Linked DNA regions of Macaca mulatta: region 2 is linked to region 1. A link is a contact called in public Hi-C data. All regions are on one chromosome and are shown on one strand. Each heading gives the region's core, a stretch centred on a gene start, on an enhancer-like site or on the middle of the called end of the contact. The rest is flanking DNA. Distances are from core to core; before and after follow the strand shown.

Region 1 (5,015 bases), core at 1,336-3,835:
CACACTCCCTGGACCCTACAAGCGCCAGCGAAGGCAGGCTGGAATTCACCAGCGCCAAGCTGCCCGGCTGGCTCTCCAGTCCCAGCGCCTGCCTCTTTATCTGTACCTTCAAAAACAGTAATAAGCAAACCCAGGCACCTCTGGGAACAGCCTCTGGCCTCCTGCCCTGCCCTCTGTAACCAGCCTGTCCTCACACCCACCAGGGAGGAGGAGTCGGCACTGGTTAACCCTCTGGTCTACCAGGCCCGATTCCCAGGTTGCAGCAGGGAGACAAACTGTTGCTCAAGAAAATCCTTCAGAAAACCCTTGGCACCAGGAGGCAGCTCGGAGTGGCTCTGCACCCGGCGCGGAGCCAGGGGCTTCCACAGGCGGCCGCCCACTGTCCTTTTAAATCTTTGGGGCTGGGCCCTACTCTCCCATGCCCTGGGCTGTCCACCCAGAGGGCTCCAAATGTCCATGGCAGAGCACAGAGGAGGGAAAGGCTGGCCGAGCCATGCCCTCACCCCGCCAGCCCAGCCGCCAGCTTCTTGGAGGACCTCTGAGAGAACATTTGTTTGGGCTGCCAAGTTAAATCTTCCTCCCTCATGTCAGGGCATTGGAAAAGCAGTCAGGGGAGAGGAGAAGGGGGAGAGCGCGCGGGGGAAGGAGCAGCGGGAGGGAGGGAGGGAGGGAGGCAGGCGGGCAGGCTCAGAGCCCCAGTTACTCGGGCACTGCCTGCCCAGGAAGCTGACGGCTCCCGGGCAGGCGCAGCCGGGGCTCCGGGCACCGAAGCAGGGACCCAGCCGCCAGGCCTCTCCGGTCAGGCAAGAGTGCCAAGCACCCCTGGCCCACCTGGGAGCGACCCTCACTCTGTGACCTGCTGGAGGGACGAGGTGGGAAGGGAAGGCAGAGAAAGAAAAAGTTTGCTGCAGGTAGAGGGATAGGGCAGGGCGGCAGTGCCGACGGGCTGTCCCCCGGGGAGGGATGGGGGGCCTCGGGACGGCTGCCCTGGCGCGCTCCCGTCCGCCCGCCCTCCCGCCCGAGTTGTTTACATTCCTGGAGTGTCTTTTAAACCAGGGGCTGAGGCCGGCTCCCAGCCTTCTCCGGCGGCTCCGGGGCAGTCTCCCGTGAAAATCTGCTGGCGCACAATGGCCGGGAAGGCGGCCGCCCCTCGCCCGTGCCCCCACCGCTCCAGGGCGGGGAGCCTGCCCTCAGCACCGCGCCCTCTCCCCGCCCGGCCGGCTTCCTGGACAGATGTCCCCGGCGAGGGGGCGACGCACGCCCGCTGCCCGCGCCCTAGACGCCGAGGCCGCGCTCCCCACTGTTTTTTCCCCAGCCCAGACGCCAGGAATGTGAAGCAAGCTTCCAGAGCCCGCCTCCCCCACGACCCCGGCTCCAGCCCCGGCCCCCCAACCTCCGCCCCGGCTGGCCTCCCACTCCCCCGGGGCCACCGCCGCCGGAGACGGAGAGGAAGAAAGAACACGGGGAAATTACTTTCGTATTTGCAACGCGCGCGCACACACACACACGCACATCTTCCCCCTGGGCTCCCCTCCTGGCCGGGGCAGCCCCGTCCAGGCACTGGTCTGAGCGCCCCTCTGGCTTGCGAAGCCCTAGGAGAAACCCCTACACACACCCCGCCGCGTTCCTCGTTTGTACCGCGCGCCGCCTTTCCCCGGGCAATTCCCACACAAACAACTTAACCGCGCCCCCACCTCCCATTTACAAAAGTGTATGTTTTCCCTGGAAATTCAGACGCACAACTTAACACCACCACCCCTTGCCACCCTGAAATCCGGCGCTTTCCCCAGCGGTTCCTGTACACACACAGGCGCACAACTTCGCATCTCCCCAGAGGAGGCGAAGGAGACCAAGGCGGTCCTTCTCTTCCCTCCTCCGATACCCGGTCCTGCCCGGCCCCCGGGTGCAGGGAGCGAGGGCTGGAGGCGCGCCGGCAGGAGGCGGGCACCGGGTCCGCGCGCGCACGACCACACTTACGCCCCGCACACCCTGACAAACCCAGCCCCCGCGCGCAGCCCCAGCCGGCTCCACGCAGCCGGGAGCTTGCCGGCCGCTGGGCCTCCGCCCCCGGCCACCAAGGGGAGCGGAGCGGAGCCCGCGCCGCCGGCCGGTCGCCCCGCCCCGGGGGACCCTTTAAGGGAAAAGCCCCAGCACCCAACACCCCACGCTTGCACCCCGAGAGTCCCCGGGGAGCGGGAGGTAGCCCCGGAGCCAGCGGGCGCCTGGCTTTGGCCCCAAACTTACCGGGCGCTGCGAGCGCCGCTGCCGCCGCTGGAGGACGCGCCGCCGCCACCGCCGGGTAGGGCAGGCTCGGGCCGGGAGAAGCGCAGCGAGGGCGCCGAGATCCGCTCGGCTCCGGCTCCTGCTCCGCGCCGGCTGGGGCTGGGGTCACCGCGCTGCGCCGGCGTTGCTCGCTCGCTCAGCCGCCGGATCGCTGCTCGCCCGCCTGCCGCCCGGCCGCCAGCTCTCCCCGGCGCCCGCCGCCGCCGCTCGCTTTTTTAATGTCCACAGACAGTGAAAAGGAACTCGGCGTTAGGGGGTGAGTAAGTGAATCAACTCGCCCGGAGCCGAGCAAGTTGAAGTGTCAGATTACATTGGCTATTCTATTTCCAAAGGGCCCCGCGCCGCCGGCCGCCCACAAAAGCCGGTGCGGAGTCAGGGCGGAGCGGAGCGCCGCGCCGCCGCCGGCGCTCGGCTCGACTCTGCTCCGCTCGGCTTGGCTCGCGCTTTGCGCTGGCTTTCCCCTTTCCTTTTCGCCTCTCCTCGTTCTCTCCTTCGCCTTTCCTTTCCCTTCCCTTCCTCTCTTTCTTCCCCGCTCCTCGGTCTCGGCGCTTTCCCAGCTTTTCTCCTCCAGGCTCCTCGTTCCCCGCTACGCCGCCAGTCCTCTCACCTCCTTCCTTACCCTACTCCCTCCGCTACTCCCTGACGCCCCCTGCAGCCCCCAGCCCCCCTGCAGGCCTCAGCCCCAGTAAGTTTGGAGAGGGAGAGAAATGCTGAGCCGAGGTAGAGACCACCTTGGGGAGGAAGCCAAAATCACTCTGCTCACCCGAGAGCCCCTGCCCCACGCTGGCACGCCCCAGCCTGGAGTGCACTCGTGGCCCCGGGAGCTGTCAGGTACCCTAATTGGGGTTGAGCGAGTTGCTAACTGGATCTCCAAAGCCTTCCCCTGGAGGAGATTTTGTAATTGTTCCTACAGCCCGGGGACTGGTGGGTGGGGCGGGAAGAGGACCACCACCAGGACTTTGGGGGATACTAGAGGGCGGTCCCTCGACAGCTGTCGGGGAGCGAGGATGGTTGCGCACAGTTGATCCGCGGCACCTAGCACAGTCCAGAGGCGCGTGGATTCCCCTAGGCCCGGCGCGGAGCGCCCGGGGCGCTGTGCGCGCGGGTTACGTGGGAGCTGCTAGGCTAGGTCCCGGCCCTCTGCCCCAGACTGGGCACCGCCAGAGGTAGCGGAGAGCTAAGGTACTCACGAGGCGCAGTTGGGTGCACCCACTCGCGGGAGTTCCCCTAGCCGACCCACCCCCGAGAGCATCCAAGTACGCGCCCACTTTGGCTCACGTCCACTGCCACTCTCACGGAAACTCCTACACGAACGGCACACACGTTCGCTCCCTCAGCATTGCAAACACGCTCCCCCCCAAACCACAAACGCGCCCCCACACAGTCGCTTACTTTCCCTCACTAAGATGCCCGCTTACACGGCCACAGCAGGCACGCTCAGAGACACGCAGTTGCACACTTACACCCATCGCTGTACACACCACATACACTCAAAAAACAAAACACGAAACGTTCCCCTGGGCGCTAAATCCTCACGTTCACGTACACACACACACACACGCCTTCCTCTCCCACTTCCTCTTCCATATCCCTTCCTCAAGGCCCCCCACCCCTGATTTTCGGTACCCTCAGTCCCAATCATAATTGGCGCCCGCGTTGCCCCCTTTGGACACACACACGCGCGCACGCACGCGTTCCCCTCCCCGGCAGGCGGGGGCGGCTTCGGCCGGGAGCCCGCGGAGCCCGCTTCGGATTCCAGGTGTGGCGGTAACTCCGCGCTCCACGTTTTGCAGGCTGCCGCCGTGTCGGAGGCGAGGCAAGGAAGGGAGCTGGAATAACAAAGGCAAGTTGGGGAGAGCGCAAGGGGGCGCAGCCCCGGCCGGGCTGCGGGGGGAGCCTTGCACTGCCGGGGCTTCGGAGGCTGCAGAGTCGCGGGCGCGGGGAGCCGGAGGTGGGGGAGGAAGGGTGGGGGGAGAGGGGCGGGGCGGAGGCGTGACGTCAGAGAACAATGACACCGCCGGGGGCGGGCACCCGGAGGCGGCCAGGGCGGGGGTCTCCCCCGGGGCCTGGGGCGGGCCAAAGATGTCCAGGCCCGGCCGGAGCCGCCTCCTGATTGACGAGGTCCGCAAGGGAGTGCGGACGTGCAGCACAGACTTGCGGATCTCCCGGGCCTCTTGGGCGGTGATCAGCGCGGACCTTGGGCCAACCGGGGAAGCAGGCCGGAGCACTGCCCCCCACCCCCATTTTAGAACATCCTTCTGAGGGCTTCGCTGACCTCGGCTTGAACTCCTTCAGAGCCGGAGAGATCACTCCTTCCGCCACCGAGGGAGAGAAGGCAAAATGAATTTGCCAGCTTTGAATTCATTCTCAAGGCTCCGCTAGTCTGACAGCCGGTGAACTCAGTCTGGAATTCCTGAGAGCTCAGAAAACTGCTGCTTAGGTCCACCCGGGCGTGGGGGACGGGGTGTGTGGGGGCGCAGGCGGGGGGCGGGGGTGGGCCGCTATTTTATTTTCCCCAGGGGAAATTCTGCCTCCCTCTGCCATTGGGTGCAAGAAAAAGCACTCCTCTGGGGCCTCAGTGTTCCTACCTGTCACATGGACATGGACTGTGATCACTGCTGCTCTCCCACCCCCGCCCTCCCTGTAGCTGGCAGCTGAGCATCCCTGGAGAGGGTGGGTGGTATGAAAGCACTTCCAGACCTCTAGGGACACCAGGGAGTCATGGTCCCAGC
Region 2 (5,015 bases), core at 765-3,264, 1.0 Mb after region 1:
ATGCCAGACTTCAATTTTGAACCTCCGTACTCCACCTGTGCATTTTATCAAATAACTTTTTCTTAATCCCTTCAGAGTTGTCTCCCAGATTGCTTGGTCTTGCCCATTTTACCACACTCACAACACAACGCCATTGAAAAAAATAGGTCTTCAGTAGCTGATGAACAAATGAAAAGACACCTACTCTTGCAAGTCTATGTTTGGGTTCATTTTTCTTTGCATAATCCAGGGAGTCATAAATCATGCCAAAGCCAGTTGTCTTGCCACCACCAAAATGAGTTCTGAATCCAAATACAAAGATGACATCCGGTGTGGTCTTGTACATTTTGGCTAGTTTTTCCCGAATTTCTGTCTTAGGCACTGTTGCCTTCCCAGGGTGAAGGACGTCAATGACCTAAAAGGAGATATCAAGTTTAGTGTTCACTATGATAAAATACATCTTCAGAGTAAAGGACAATTAAGCAAAAATTGACATGCCCTTCCTTACCATTTGTTTCCTCTGAAGTAGTCGGTTGGTCATGAACTTTCTAGTGCGGATAGTTACGGTGTCGTTCTGAAAACATATACACTCTGGTTAATAAAACTACTCAAACTTTTATTGGCCTTGCTGTGATTTTTCAAGACCTAGAATGCTGCAGTCCAATTTGTAGCCATTAATCATGTAGCAAATTAAAGTAAAAACCCCCTCGGCAGGGCCAAATTCACAGGATACACCTAACAAATACATAAAACACCAAGAAAATATAACGGTTTTACATGAATCTGTAAACTTACTTCACTAGATTATGTGTATCTCTGGGGCAGGGTTTCTCAACCTCAGCACTACTGATATTTCCATATGGATAATTCCTGTTGTGGGGACTGTGTGTTTTAGAATAACTATAAAAATCCCAGCCCTCTAACCACTAGACGCCAGAAGGACTTCCCACCTTTCCCAGTTGTGACAATCAAAAATGTCTCCAGACTTAGCCAACTGTTCCCTTAGGGGAAAAATCACTCCGAGTCGAGAATCACTTCTCTGGGGTAAAAACTGCTGTGGCTCATATAAAGGTCACACTCAATGAACTGTGTTTATCATGTCTTGCACAAATGTGACCCAAGCCTTGTACTCACTACGTGCATGTCATCTATCCTTCTAGAATGACCACAGCAGAGATCAGAGAAAACGGTATTCCCTTCTGAAGGACTGAACTGCACCTTTACTTAATACCTAACAAAGAATGTAGGCATTAAGCAATTTACGCTAACAATTTTACCAAAAAGGAGGCACAAGAGACTTTCATAGCAGCAAATGACTTGCTAGAGTTTCTCCATTTCACTTTGAGAAACCACACCAAATTAAATCCACATCAGTGGTACTCAATTCTTGGGCGAAAAAAAAAGATTGCAGATAAGGTCAAAAACGGATGCTGGAGAAGCTAATAACGCATGACTAAGGGCAGGACTACCTTTTTATAACATCCCTTTCCAGGGCGTGTTTCCCCAGTATGAAACATGAAGATCCACTCAGCTGACAAGTTTTCTAGCTTACACATGGGAATGGTTTCACTTGCCGCAACTCGCCCAGGCGCTGCCGGCACCTTCTTCACCTCTTGGGCTACCATCACCTGCAAGCCGCCTACCTAGCCCAATTTGGAACTGCAGATGAGATGTGCCTGCCAGTGTCCATCTATCCCACCCCGCACCCCCATCCACTGTGCTCCACGAAGTCAACAAGCGCCAACAGTTCCTGCACTGCCCAGGCGCTGTAGCCCGAAGCCCAGCGTGTCCGGGTCTGCAACGCAGCCTGCCAGCCCGGATTCCCTGCCAACAGCCCCAAGCCTCTCGACAACCATCCTCCGACAGAAACGGCCAGAGAAGAGCAACCGGCCTTCGCGCGCCTATAGCTCAGATACTGGGACCCGGGGACGAAGGATGGCTCGGATACGCAGCAGATGACTGCACCGGCCCGGGGAGACTCACCATGATGGCTGCCTATCTCCGGACAGTCAGGGAGGAAAAGAGAGCCACTATTCGCCGGCCAATCATATCAACGCGCACGGAAGGACCCCGGGAAGCGCCGGCGTGGGGGCGTGGCCGCGCCGCGAGGCTGACCGCGGCGATGCCTGATTGAAGCTGCCTACGGCCCCGCCTCACAGACCTTTGGCCACACCCCTGGAACTCTAGACTGGCCAATCCGCAGGCAGAACAACTGGAGCCGACTAGGTTTACGCAAGCAGGTGTTCAATTTCAGTTCAATTTATTATGTTGAATTGTACGTATTTGAATTCCGGTAAACCAAATTAGTTTAAATTGCCGGCCGGGCGCGGTGGCTCAAGCCTGTAATCCCAGCACTTTGGGAGGCCGAGACGGGCGGTTCACGAGGTCAGGAGATCGAGACCATCCTGGCTAACACGGTGAAACCCCGTCTCTATTAAGAAATACAAAAAAAACTAGCCGGGCGAGGTGGCGGGCGCCTGTAGTCCCAGCTACTCGGGAGGCTGAGGCCGGAGAATGGCGTGAACCCGGGAGGCGGAGCTTGCAGTGAGCTGAGATCTGGCCACTGCACTCCAGTCTGGGTGACAGAGCGAGACTCCGTCTCAAAATAAATAAATAAATAAATAAATAAATAAATAAAATAAATTGCCTTCTTCCGAGTTAGCGGTGGGTAAACTTGGAAGGCATCTTAGGATATCCTCTCTAACAGTCTCCTCTTTATACAGCTAGGGAAGCTGCAGAAACCCTGACTCTAAAACCTTTGTCATTTCAAGTACTTAACATTGCCCATTCTAATTTATTGTTCGTAAGTATTATTTTTTGAGACTTTTATGATGAGTTTTTCATTTAAAAGATCTCTTTAATTTGTATTTTTCTGCAAATCTTGGTCCTTATGCAAAATTAGTGTTTGAAAAATATTTGGCTGGGCGCGATGGCCACGCCTGTAATCCCAGCACTTTGGGAGGGCGAGGCGGGCGAATCACCCGAGATCAGGAGTTCCATACCAGCCTGGCCAACACGGCGAAACCCCGTCTCTACTAAAAAAAAAAAAAAAAAAATACAAAATACAAAATTAGCCGGGCGTGTTGGCTAATGTCTGTAATCCCAGCTACTCGGGAGGCTGAGACAGGAGAATCGCTAGAACCCGGGAAGTGGAGGTTGCAGTGAGCCAAGATCACGCCATTGCACTCCAGCCTGGGCAAGAGGAGCGAAGAAAATCCGTCTCATAAAAAAAAAAAAAAAAAAAAAAAAAAAAAAAAAAAAAAAAAAACTAGAGGCCGGGCGCAGTGGCTCACGCCTGTAATCCCAACACTTTGGGAGGCTGAAGCGGGTAGATCACCTGAGGTCAGAAGTTTGATACCAGCCTGGCCAAAATGGCGAAACCCCGTCTCTAATACAAAAAAAAAAAAATTATCTGGGCGTGGTGGTGCATACCTCTAATCCCAGCTATTGGGGAGGCTGAGGCAGGAGAATCGCTTGAACCCGGGAGGCGGAGGTTGCAGTGGGCTGAGATGGCGCCATTGAACTCCAGCCTGGGCAATAAGAGCGAAACTCCGTGCCCTCCTCCCTCCCCCAAAAAAAGGAAGAAAAAATTTGGTTGCTCCAGAAATATTTTCCTTAACGTGAAACAGACATGTAAAGAATGTAAATATACATATTCCAGAGAAACAAGAAGAATAATTTCCCAAATGTTGGTGCAGATGAGGTGTCCAAGGTGCAGGCTTTGGGGGCAGCTTTCCTCTTTTCTTTTTTTTCCCCCCCCTCCGAGACCAAGTCTTGCTCTTGTCACCCAGGCTGGAGTGCAATGGCTTGATCACCGCTTACTGCAACCTCCGCCTCCCGGGTTCCAGCGATTCTCCTGCCTCAGCCTCTGGAGTAACTAAAATTACAGGCCTGCGCCACCACGCCAAGCTAATTTTTGTATTTTTAGGAGAGACGGGTTTCACCATGTTGGCCAGGCTGCTCTCAAATTCCTGAGTTGCAAGTGATCCGCCCCCGGCTTGGCCTCTCAAAGTGCTGGGATTACAGGCGTGAGCCACCGTCACCAGCCGACTATTTTCTTTTTATTAGTTTTTTTGTTTTATTTTATTTTGTTTCGTTTTGTTTTGAGACTGCATCTCGCTCTGTCACCCAGGCTGGAGTGCAGTGGCGGGATCTCAGGTCACTGCAACATCTGCCTCCCGAGTTCAAGCGATTCTTCTGCCTCAGCCTCCCGAGGTGACCAACTATCCTTCTTAAGAAAATAGTTGGCTGGCCTGGCACAGTGGCTCACGCCTGTAATCCCAGCACTCTGGAAGGCCGAGGCAGGCGGATCACGAGGTCAGGAGTTCAAGACCATCCTGGCCAATACGGTGAAACCCTGTCTCTACTAAAAATACAAAAATTAGCCAGGCATGGTGGTGCGCACCTGTAGTCCCAGCTACTTGGGAGGCTGTGGCAGAAGAATATTTATAGAGTGATTGTAATGTGACTGTTACATTCTAATTACTTTTACCTTCATTTTGCTATTTAACCTTCCCACTGACTCTAAGAAACAGGATACATATTACTCATCCATGTTATAAATGGGGAAACTAACACACAATAAGATTATTAAATAACTTTCCCAAGTTCACACTTTATATATATTTTTTTTTGTTTGTTTGTTTGTTTCTTTGAGGCAAAGTCTCGCTCTGTCGCCCAGGCTGGAGTGCAGTGGCACAATCTTGACTCACTGCAACCTCCGCCTCCCGGATTTAAGCGATTCTCCTGCCTTAGCCTCCTGAGTAGCTGGGATATACAGGAATGCGCCACCACACCAGGCTAATGTTTGTATTTTTTAGTAGAGACAGAGTTTCACCATATTGGTCAGGCTGGTCTCGAATTCCTGACCTGGTGATCCTCCCACCTCGGCCTCTCAAAGTGCCAGAATTACAGGCGTGAGCCACCGCGCCCGGCCTACACAACTTTATTTTTTATTTATTTATTTATTTTTTTCTTTTTGAGACGGAGTTTCACTCTTGTCGCCCAGGCTGCAGTGCAATCGTGTGGTCTCGGCT

What was found. Hi-C and Micro-C count contacts between places; a contact is called where the count stands out from the background.
Region 2: a Hi-C map of fetal cortical plate shows a contact between it and region 1, with 5 times the contacts expected there. The contact joins the promoter of RPS24 here to the promoter of ZMIZ1 in region 1. A contact is called at or near these places in 3 of 14 Hi-C or Micro-C datasets (fetal cortex germinal zone, fetal cortical plate and liver).

The regions. Positions count from the first base shown.
Region 1 is chr9:70,590,165-70,595,179 of T2T-MMU8v2.0, forward strand. It overlaps ZMIZ1 (zinc finger MIZ-type containing 1), which reads right to left and starts at 2,586. Exons shown (of 23, transcript XM_077946513.1): 1 at 2,245-2,586. It overlaps LOC114669967 (a long non-coding RNA gene), which reads left to right and starts at 4,064. Exons shown (of 3, transcript XR_003719346.2): 1 at 4,064-4,126.
Region 2 is chr9:71,607,675-71,612,689 of T2T-MMU8v2.0, forward strand. RPS24 (ribosomal protein S24) reads right to left here and starts at 2,015. Exons shown (of 6, transcript NM_001261027.2): 1 at 1,963-2,015; 2 at 488-553; 3 at 185-394. The coding sequence starts at 1,965.